Linked DNA regions of Ovis aries: region 1 is linked to region 2. The links are chromatin contacts, called in public Hi-C maps. All regions are on one chromosome and are shown on one strand. The core of a region is the stretch at or near the end of the contact, and the rest is flanking DNA. Distances in the headings are between cores, read along the strand shown.

Region 1 (3,663 bases), core at 810-3,309, 120 kb before region 2:
GTCTACTATTTTTTATTTAAGTGGATCAAGTAAACAATACATTTTGAATTAAACCAAAACTTAAACACCAAAGTGCAGTTTTCAAGATTCTAGCAACTACTTAAATACATACATAAATGCTTCTCTGTAATTCATTAATTTAAAAAATTAAGTAAGTAATTCAACGGCAGGTAAGGATGAAGACGTAGTCCAAATGTTTCAGGCTCAGGAAAGACCTATAAAAGTGGCATGGTGTTAAAATTGTAGCAATACTAATATTGCTAAGTAAATAACTGACATCTGCAAATAATCACGGTACCTTGTCTTTCGTTCTTTCAATATTTTAAAATACTAATACTCTACACACTTGCCTGGTTGACACTTTCTTCCCATAGGTAAATACGGGTCCCTTCTCCCCCCATCCCCTCACCCCTAGATTCTTTGCAAAACTCACTGAAATGAACAAAACAATGATTAAAACAATAAAAGCAAAACCATGGAAAACATTCCAATCAAAGTACTGAAACCAAACAAGAAAAGGAATAGGTAACTGTTCTTACCTTCAAGATGTGTACTATTAGATTTTATGTTCTAATAGGTTAAACTGGAATTGTTTTCTTACATCCTGTTCTTCTGTTTTAAACAATAAAATCTTGCTTAAGAAAGCACTCTCCCTGTTTTTCTTTCTCCTGCCCCAGTCTCCAGGAAACCTTTAAAAACTGCATCTTCTTTTTCCTGGCTGTTTTAAGTGAAGGACTTTTCAAATTTTAGTCAATATGCTTCACAGACTTCTTTTGTCATATTCTTTGTCATGTTCAGCATTCATAGGAAAGTTCACAATGTCTAAGTTCTTCTATGCTATGCAGGTAAATTTACAAATCAAAGGATGACAAAGTTTTTTTTAAAAAAATCATTTATCTACAGTTGAGTATCTTTCAAGCGAAAGTACCATTTTCACCTGATTTCTGTATCCATTTCACATTTTTAAGCAGATTATATTTTTTGAACAATAAAAAGACCCATTTCGAATAGCTAGAAATTTTGGACTTAAGAGGCTGTTTTTTGTTTTTTGATTAGTGGTAGGCCAGTAAACCCCAAGTTGGATATTTTCACTCGGGGGAGGGGGCCGTGCGGGGGGAAAACGAAAGGGAAAGAAACCTGTACAGAACTTTACAGGTGCGAGCTGAACAGGAAACATTAGAACACATAAAAACCTAACCTCTTTCCCTTATCTAACCTCTATCCCCACAGAGCAAAAACAGAATACTTACAAATTAGTATCCGTGTATTTGTGTCTCTGTGTGTTTTCTCTTCTTTGGATTTGGATACTTTGAGCTAATTTGAAAGTGCCCGGTTGGTTGCCCACAAAATGATGCTTGAGACTCTACAGACGCATAAATTAGAAACCCTACAAAGGGAGAGGACGGTCATTGTACCTCATCTCTTTATGCGCTCTTACGGTGGGACCCAAGAGCTTTTTTTTTTTTTTTTTTTTTTTTAACACTTTAGACGATGGAGCAAGTGAGAGGCTGATAGCTAGAGAGGACTAGGCGAAACCGCCATCCACTCTCAGCTTAGTACCATTCTGTCCACCTCCCCCCCATCTCCAGATACACTGGACTTTGCTACTAAATCACTTTAGGAAACTGGGGTCTGATGGGCAGACGCGCGGAGTCCTTCACATCCAGCCTCGACGCCAGCCTCAAGAGTTTGTTTCTGATGTTCCAGGGCTAGGGTAACAGGAAGTCTGGATGGAAGCAGGAAGGATGGAGAAAGCGAAGGGGGTGATCCTTTCAAGAAACATCCAACTGCCCCCTTTACTTTTCTTGCCTCCTCTATGGGGAGTGGGGGTGGGGTGGGGGTGTTGGCGAGAGAAAAAAGATGTCAAGGACCATCGTTTGCTCGTTTGGGATGTTGCTCCGCCCCCCGAGTCTGTCGTAAACCCGGCGCCGGACTAAAATAAACCCCAGATCCCGCAGCTCGGGGGGCTCGCCGCGCCGCCGACTCCTGGTCACAGGCGCAGCCGCCGCGGCCGAGGTGGCGGCGACCCGCGCGCGCCCCGGGCCCCCCTACCTGGCCGCCCGCCGAGCCATGTCGTTGAGCCCCAAGCACACGACGCCCTTCTCCGTGTCCGACATCCTGAGCCCCATCGAGGAGACCTACAAGAAGTTCGGCGGCGCCATGGACGGCACGCCGCCCGGCCTGGGGGCACCCCTGGGGGCCGCCTACCGCGCGCCGCCGCCCGGGTCCTCCTCGCAGGCGGCGGCCGCGGCGGGCATGCAGCCCCCGCACGCTATGGCGGGCCACAACGCGGCGGCAGCGGCAGCGGCGGCGGCTGCAGCGGCGGCGGCCGCCACCTACCACATGCCGCCCGGCGTCTCGCAGTTCCCGCACGGCGCCGTGGGCGGCTATTGCAACGGCGGCCTGGGCAACGTGGGCGAGCTGCCCGCCTACACAGACGGCGTGCGGGGCGGCGCGGCCGCCGCGGCCACCGGCTGGTACGGCGCCAACCCGGACCCGCGCTACTCGTCAAGTGAGCGGGGCGAGGAGCGCGGGACTGAGGGCCGAGGACGGCGCGGGCGTTCCCCGCCGCAGCCCGGGGCGCGGGGAGCACTTGGGAATCCGTCTTGGGGTCCGCGGGGCGTCCTGGGGCCCTGAGACACTGAGCGCGCGGGGCGTCCTGGGACCCTGGGAGCCCGGGACCCCAAGCGCGCGGGGCGTCCTGGGACCCTGACACACTGAGCGCGCGGGGTGTCCTGGGACCCTGACACACGGAGTGCGCGGGGCTTCCTGGGACCCTGGGACCCTGAGCGCGCGGGGCGTTCTGGGACCCAACTGGCCCTGCCGGCGTCGCGGCCGCCGCCGTGTGAAGAGAGCTGGGCGGCGGTTGCTGACCGGTCTTCCCCTTGGGCCCCTCCCCAGTCTCCAGGTTCATGGGGCCGTCGGCGGGCGTGAACGTGGCCGCCATGGGGTCGCTGACGGGCATAGCGGACACGGCCAAGTCGCTGGCACCTCTGCACGCTGCGGCGGCGCCTCGGAGGAAGCGCCGCGTGCTGTTCTCGCAGGCGCAGGTGTACGAGCTGGAGCGGCGCTTCAAGCAGCAGAAGTACCTGTCGGCGCCCGAGCGCGAGCACCTGGCCAGCATGATCCACCTGACGCCCACGCAGGTGAAGATCTGGTTCCAGAACCACCGCTACAAGATGAAGCGCCAGGCCAAGGACAAGGCGGCGCAGCAGCTGCAGCAGGAGGCTGGCCTGGGCCCGCCGCCGCCGCCGTCGCCGCGCCGCGTGGCCGTGCCGGTGCTGGTCAAGGACGGCAAGCCCTGCCAAAACGGCGCGGCCACGCCGACGCCCCAGGCAGGCCCGCAGCCGCCCGCGCCGACGCCGGAGCTGGAGGAGCTGTCGCCCAGCCCGCCCGCGCTGCACGGGGCGGGGGCAGGCCTGGCGGGGCTGGACGCGGCGGCGGCGGGGGACTACGGCGGCGGCGCGCTGGGCGGCAACCTGCTCTACGGCCGGACGTGGTGACGGCGCGGCTGGCCGGGGGTCCCGCCGCCGCCCGAGGGTCTGCTCGCGCTGACGGCCGGGCCGCGGCTCGCGAGAGAACGGACGGATCGCGGAGAGGGGCGGGCGCCAGGCCTCCGCTGCGGGTGGGAACGCGACAAGCCCCAGGATCGAATCCTGAGAT
Region 2 (3,812 bases), core at 363-2,862:
GTCCATCAAGCCATCTCAGTTTCCCATGTTGTTTATACATTCCCTTGCTGTTGATAAGGGATTAGGACACACGATTGGGACAACTCTCATCAAAATCACTTTTGTTTTCAGCCCTGCTACATGTAAGAAGTTAAGGTTGGCCAGGGTCTTAAATAGCAGGTCTTATTCTAAGCACAGCATCTTGTGAGCACCTAGGATGTGATCCTGCTGACATGGGTACTAGAGAAAACAGCTGTAATTGACAGTTATCGACTGTTCATGTTCTATGAACAAAAGGTAATGATAGTGCTAGAAATAGTCTACATAGTTAACATGAAAGTGGAAGTCACTCAGTCCCGTCCGACTCTTTGCGACCCCACGGGCTATACAGTCCATGGAATTCTCCAGGTCAGAACACTGGAGTGGGCAGACTTTCCCTTCTCAGGGGATCTTCCCAACCCAGGGATCGAACCTGGGTCTCCCACATTGCAGGCAGATTCTTTACCATCTGAGCCACCAGGGAAGCTCTACGGGTTCCTAAGAGATTCTTTATCAAGTCACACCAGGGCTCATGACACGCTGTGCTCGTGAAGGGGTGTCAGGGCTGTCAGGTGAGCACAGGGTCCCGGGAGGCAGGCCCAGGCTTGGCGGGGTGGGCAGAGTGAGGGTGGAGCAGGCCCCAGGAGCTCCTCAGAGCTGGGGAGGTTCTAATATTAGTAACACACTGACTCTCAACCTCATGGTCAGTATCATATTTTTGAAAGAAAATTGTATGTATAGCCCATTAACAAACATACCTAAGTTACTGTGGCTTTGAGGCCACGTCCATCAAGTGTAGCAGTGAGACTTCGAGGGTCCTGCCAAGAATTTGGTCTCTGGTGCTGGGGACGATGAGGAAGCCCCCCCCCCTACCACCGTGGGAAGAGTCCTTGCAGTTCTAGGGTCTGATCAAAAGCCAGCAAAGAATAACTGACTTATGAGAAGACGTGGTCTCTAGACTCTGAATTCTGTAATTTCTAATGATCTTGACTGCTGGCTAAAATCAGTGTTAAAATGTCTCACATAGCGTCTTCAGCTAGAATTTTCCTCCGGACATATTTCTGGAAAAATATAAGGCAAAAAGACAATTCAGAAACAAAGAAAAAAAAAAATCCCAATCAGCGTGCCAACAAACCACTGTGAATCCTTGATTTTAAATTTTCGAGGTCTACTGAAGGCGGAGAGCTTTAATTAGACAAAGTCTGAGCGCCCCCTGACGGTCAACCAGGGGCCCTGCAGGAGATGCCATTTTTAGGGGTCAATTTCCTCACTCCTTCCCTTCAGCCAATCAAGCAAAGACTGTTCTTTCAGGCCAAGGCGAAGTGCGGGTGGGGGTAAAGTAGGCGGGCTTATGAAGAGAAACATGTGGAATCTTTAGGAAGCTGCTACTTTGGTAGAATTTAAGGGGAATGTAGACTTGCTAAGGCAGAGACGCGGGGCTTTTACCCTAGAACCTCAAGGCCATCCAGGAAAACCTTGTGTTTGTTTCTCTGGACTACGAGTTCCTTGTGATCTTCAGATCGTTCCAGGGGAAGTGGCCCTAGGGCCAGGCAAGCAGAGCCAGGATGGTCCCACTGGAGCACGGCTGCTGCCTGGCGCCCTCCACCGGCCGCTCCCGGGGCCGCAGGGCTGGCCCTGAAAACCACCCACAGCGGGCCCTGCCAGGGTGGGGCAGCCGGGTGACTTCTGCTACCTTTTCCCTAGGCAATTATGTTACAAGCACACTTCCTTTTCTTTCGGTAAAGGTTATCTAGATCCAGGCAGTAAACTGCAGTTAACGTGGTAGGCGGTTAAAATACTCTCTTCAGTTGAATACATGGATCCGGGAGAGTGGAAACGGCTTCCTGGGGAAGGTGGGGCGAGACAATGTTTGCGGAGGAGAGGAAGCTCCGGCATGCACCCCTGAACAAAAGGGGACAAGTGGTCTTTACTCGGAGAACAGCTTCCTATTAGGACTCACTCCTTCGTACATTATGCCTTTCATCCCCACTCAACCACAAAATGATTTTGCTCAGGCAAATACAATGGGAGAAAAGATTTACACTGAAAGAATCTTTAATAATAAACTGTTGCCGATCTGCCTACTTGCCCGTGATTTATAATACAATAAACATCGGATTCTATTACGCTCAGGCACTGAAGCCGTGGCTCGGGAAAACGGAATATGAAAGCACAGGGACCCCACCACCATCACAATGAAATGAGCAGGGATAAATGTGCTAAGAGTATCTCTTTGCATCTTTTATAGCTGGTGTGTATTAATCTGTAACGCTTATTAAGAAAGTCATTGCTATGCAAAGCAGCGCCCAATCCCTTTCTCTGGCTTTTCAACAGAGCGCACTGTTTAGCCAATAGGACGGACCCTCTGGCCCTCATTCTGCATTCATCACAGGCAACATTTGCACAATGTATCTCTCAAAGGCGGCTGAAAGGAAGGCCTTAATACTCATGTAAACAACTGCAAACCAATTACTTAATGAATCAGGCCCACACATAATGAGGTGCAGACAAAGAGCTATAAATGCATTTTTGCGCCCAAGCCGCTGCTTTAAAGTAAAATCCCTCAGCTGTAGTTTGGGCTTAACTAGCACATCATAATTATTGTCTCTAGGACATCAGAGGAAGCCATTTTTTTTTTAAAGGTCCAGCAGGGTCTTTTTTTTTTTTTTTTTGAGGTTGCTCATCAGCTCACTGACAAAATAGAGCAAAGAAGAATTTTTAAAAGTGCTACAGCAGCACTGCGCTGTTATGTTTATTCTCGAGTACTGGGTTTCGAGACCACTTGTAAAAGCAATAAAGCACGAGGAATGACTGCAGTAAGTGGGGTCCTTAAATGTAAGCCTCTAAGAAATTTCAGTGAGTCCAGGCACAAAGAGCGAGCCTGGGGAGGCATATGAACACCAAACCCAGCACAAGAAACCAACTGTGACCAACAGTGAGCCAAACCAACACACTTCAAGTCCAGAACTTTCATCACTGGATTAGTATCAAGTGTGGAGAACCAGGCGTTCCTTGAAGGGCTCTTTTTTGTTTTTTCCTCCTTAAAGGGGATGATGTGGTTACTTGTAACTTAGGAAATAAATTTCATACAGAAATGACAGTAATAACAAAAGGCCCCTGCTTCAAACTGAAGGGAAAAGAAGTTTGATTTTATAATGAAATACTGATGCGAGCTATGAAATGTCAAATGATCAGACTGAGAAAATGTTCTACAGAATCTGACTGCTTTCTGAATGTGTTGAAACATTGCCCAAAGTGGGGAATATATAAGAAAAATTTAAGAAGAATTGTTTTTTCTTAGGACCTCTAAAACAAACACTTCTAACAATCTTTAAAAACTAAAGGGATGTATTACTAAGCCAAATGGTGACATTAATCCTTAAAAACTGCCTGTAGAATTTATTATCTTTTAAAATTCCTTTCAGGAGACCTAGAACTTGAATTTACAGTAAAATCATAAAAATATACTTTAAAACTCTTCTTATCTATAATTCATTATCTCTCACTTCCTTCAGAAACATAGATAAAAATGCAGGTATTAAAAATAATAGTTTTTAAAAATTAAGAGTGATTCCCTAAAATTGAACATATCAAGTTTCTAAAATCAAGAACTTAATTTCAGAAAATCAACCTCATTTAAATATATTCCAGGTCCTAAAAAATACTGTAGAGTTTTCAAAACATAAATGAAAATGAATTTTTTTTTTCACTGTACGAATACTACATTTCTAAACAAGTTAATCTTATGGAACATCAGAAATGTAAAGTTTCTGTTTTAAAATTTCACTAGGGCA

Evidence for each region. A called contact is a pair of places that touch in the nucleus more often than the background predicts.
Region 1: a Hi-C map of hypothalamus shows a contact between it and region 2, with 2.1 times the contacts expected there. The contact joins the promoter of NKX2-4 here to the enhancer-like site in region 2. A contact is called at or near these places in 2 of 16 Hi-C or Micro-C datasets (hypothalamus and liver).

Annotation. Positions count from the first base shown.
Region 1 is chr13:40,246,813-40,250,475 of ARS-UI_Ramb_v3.0, reverse strand. It overlaps NKX2-4 (NK2 homeobox 4), which reads left to right and starts at 2,059. Exons shown (of 2, transcript XM_015099453.2): 1 at 2,059-2,512; 2 at 2,902-3,503. The coding sequence starts at 2,071. The coding sequence ends at 3,503.
Region 2 is chr13:40,122,876-40,126,687 of ARS-UI_Ramb_v3.0, reverse strand. The region is part of intron 10 of KIZ (kizuna centrosomal protein); the gene reads right to left. Among named protein-coding and RNA genes, the nearest start is that of XRN2, 50 kb to the left of the region's middle. Within about 2 kb of position 1,612, at least 16 of the 54 cell types and tissues checked have an H3K27ac peak or open chromatin away from gene starts, as enhancers often do. A contact at or near this core is called in hypothalamus, where this site is marked.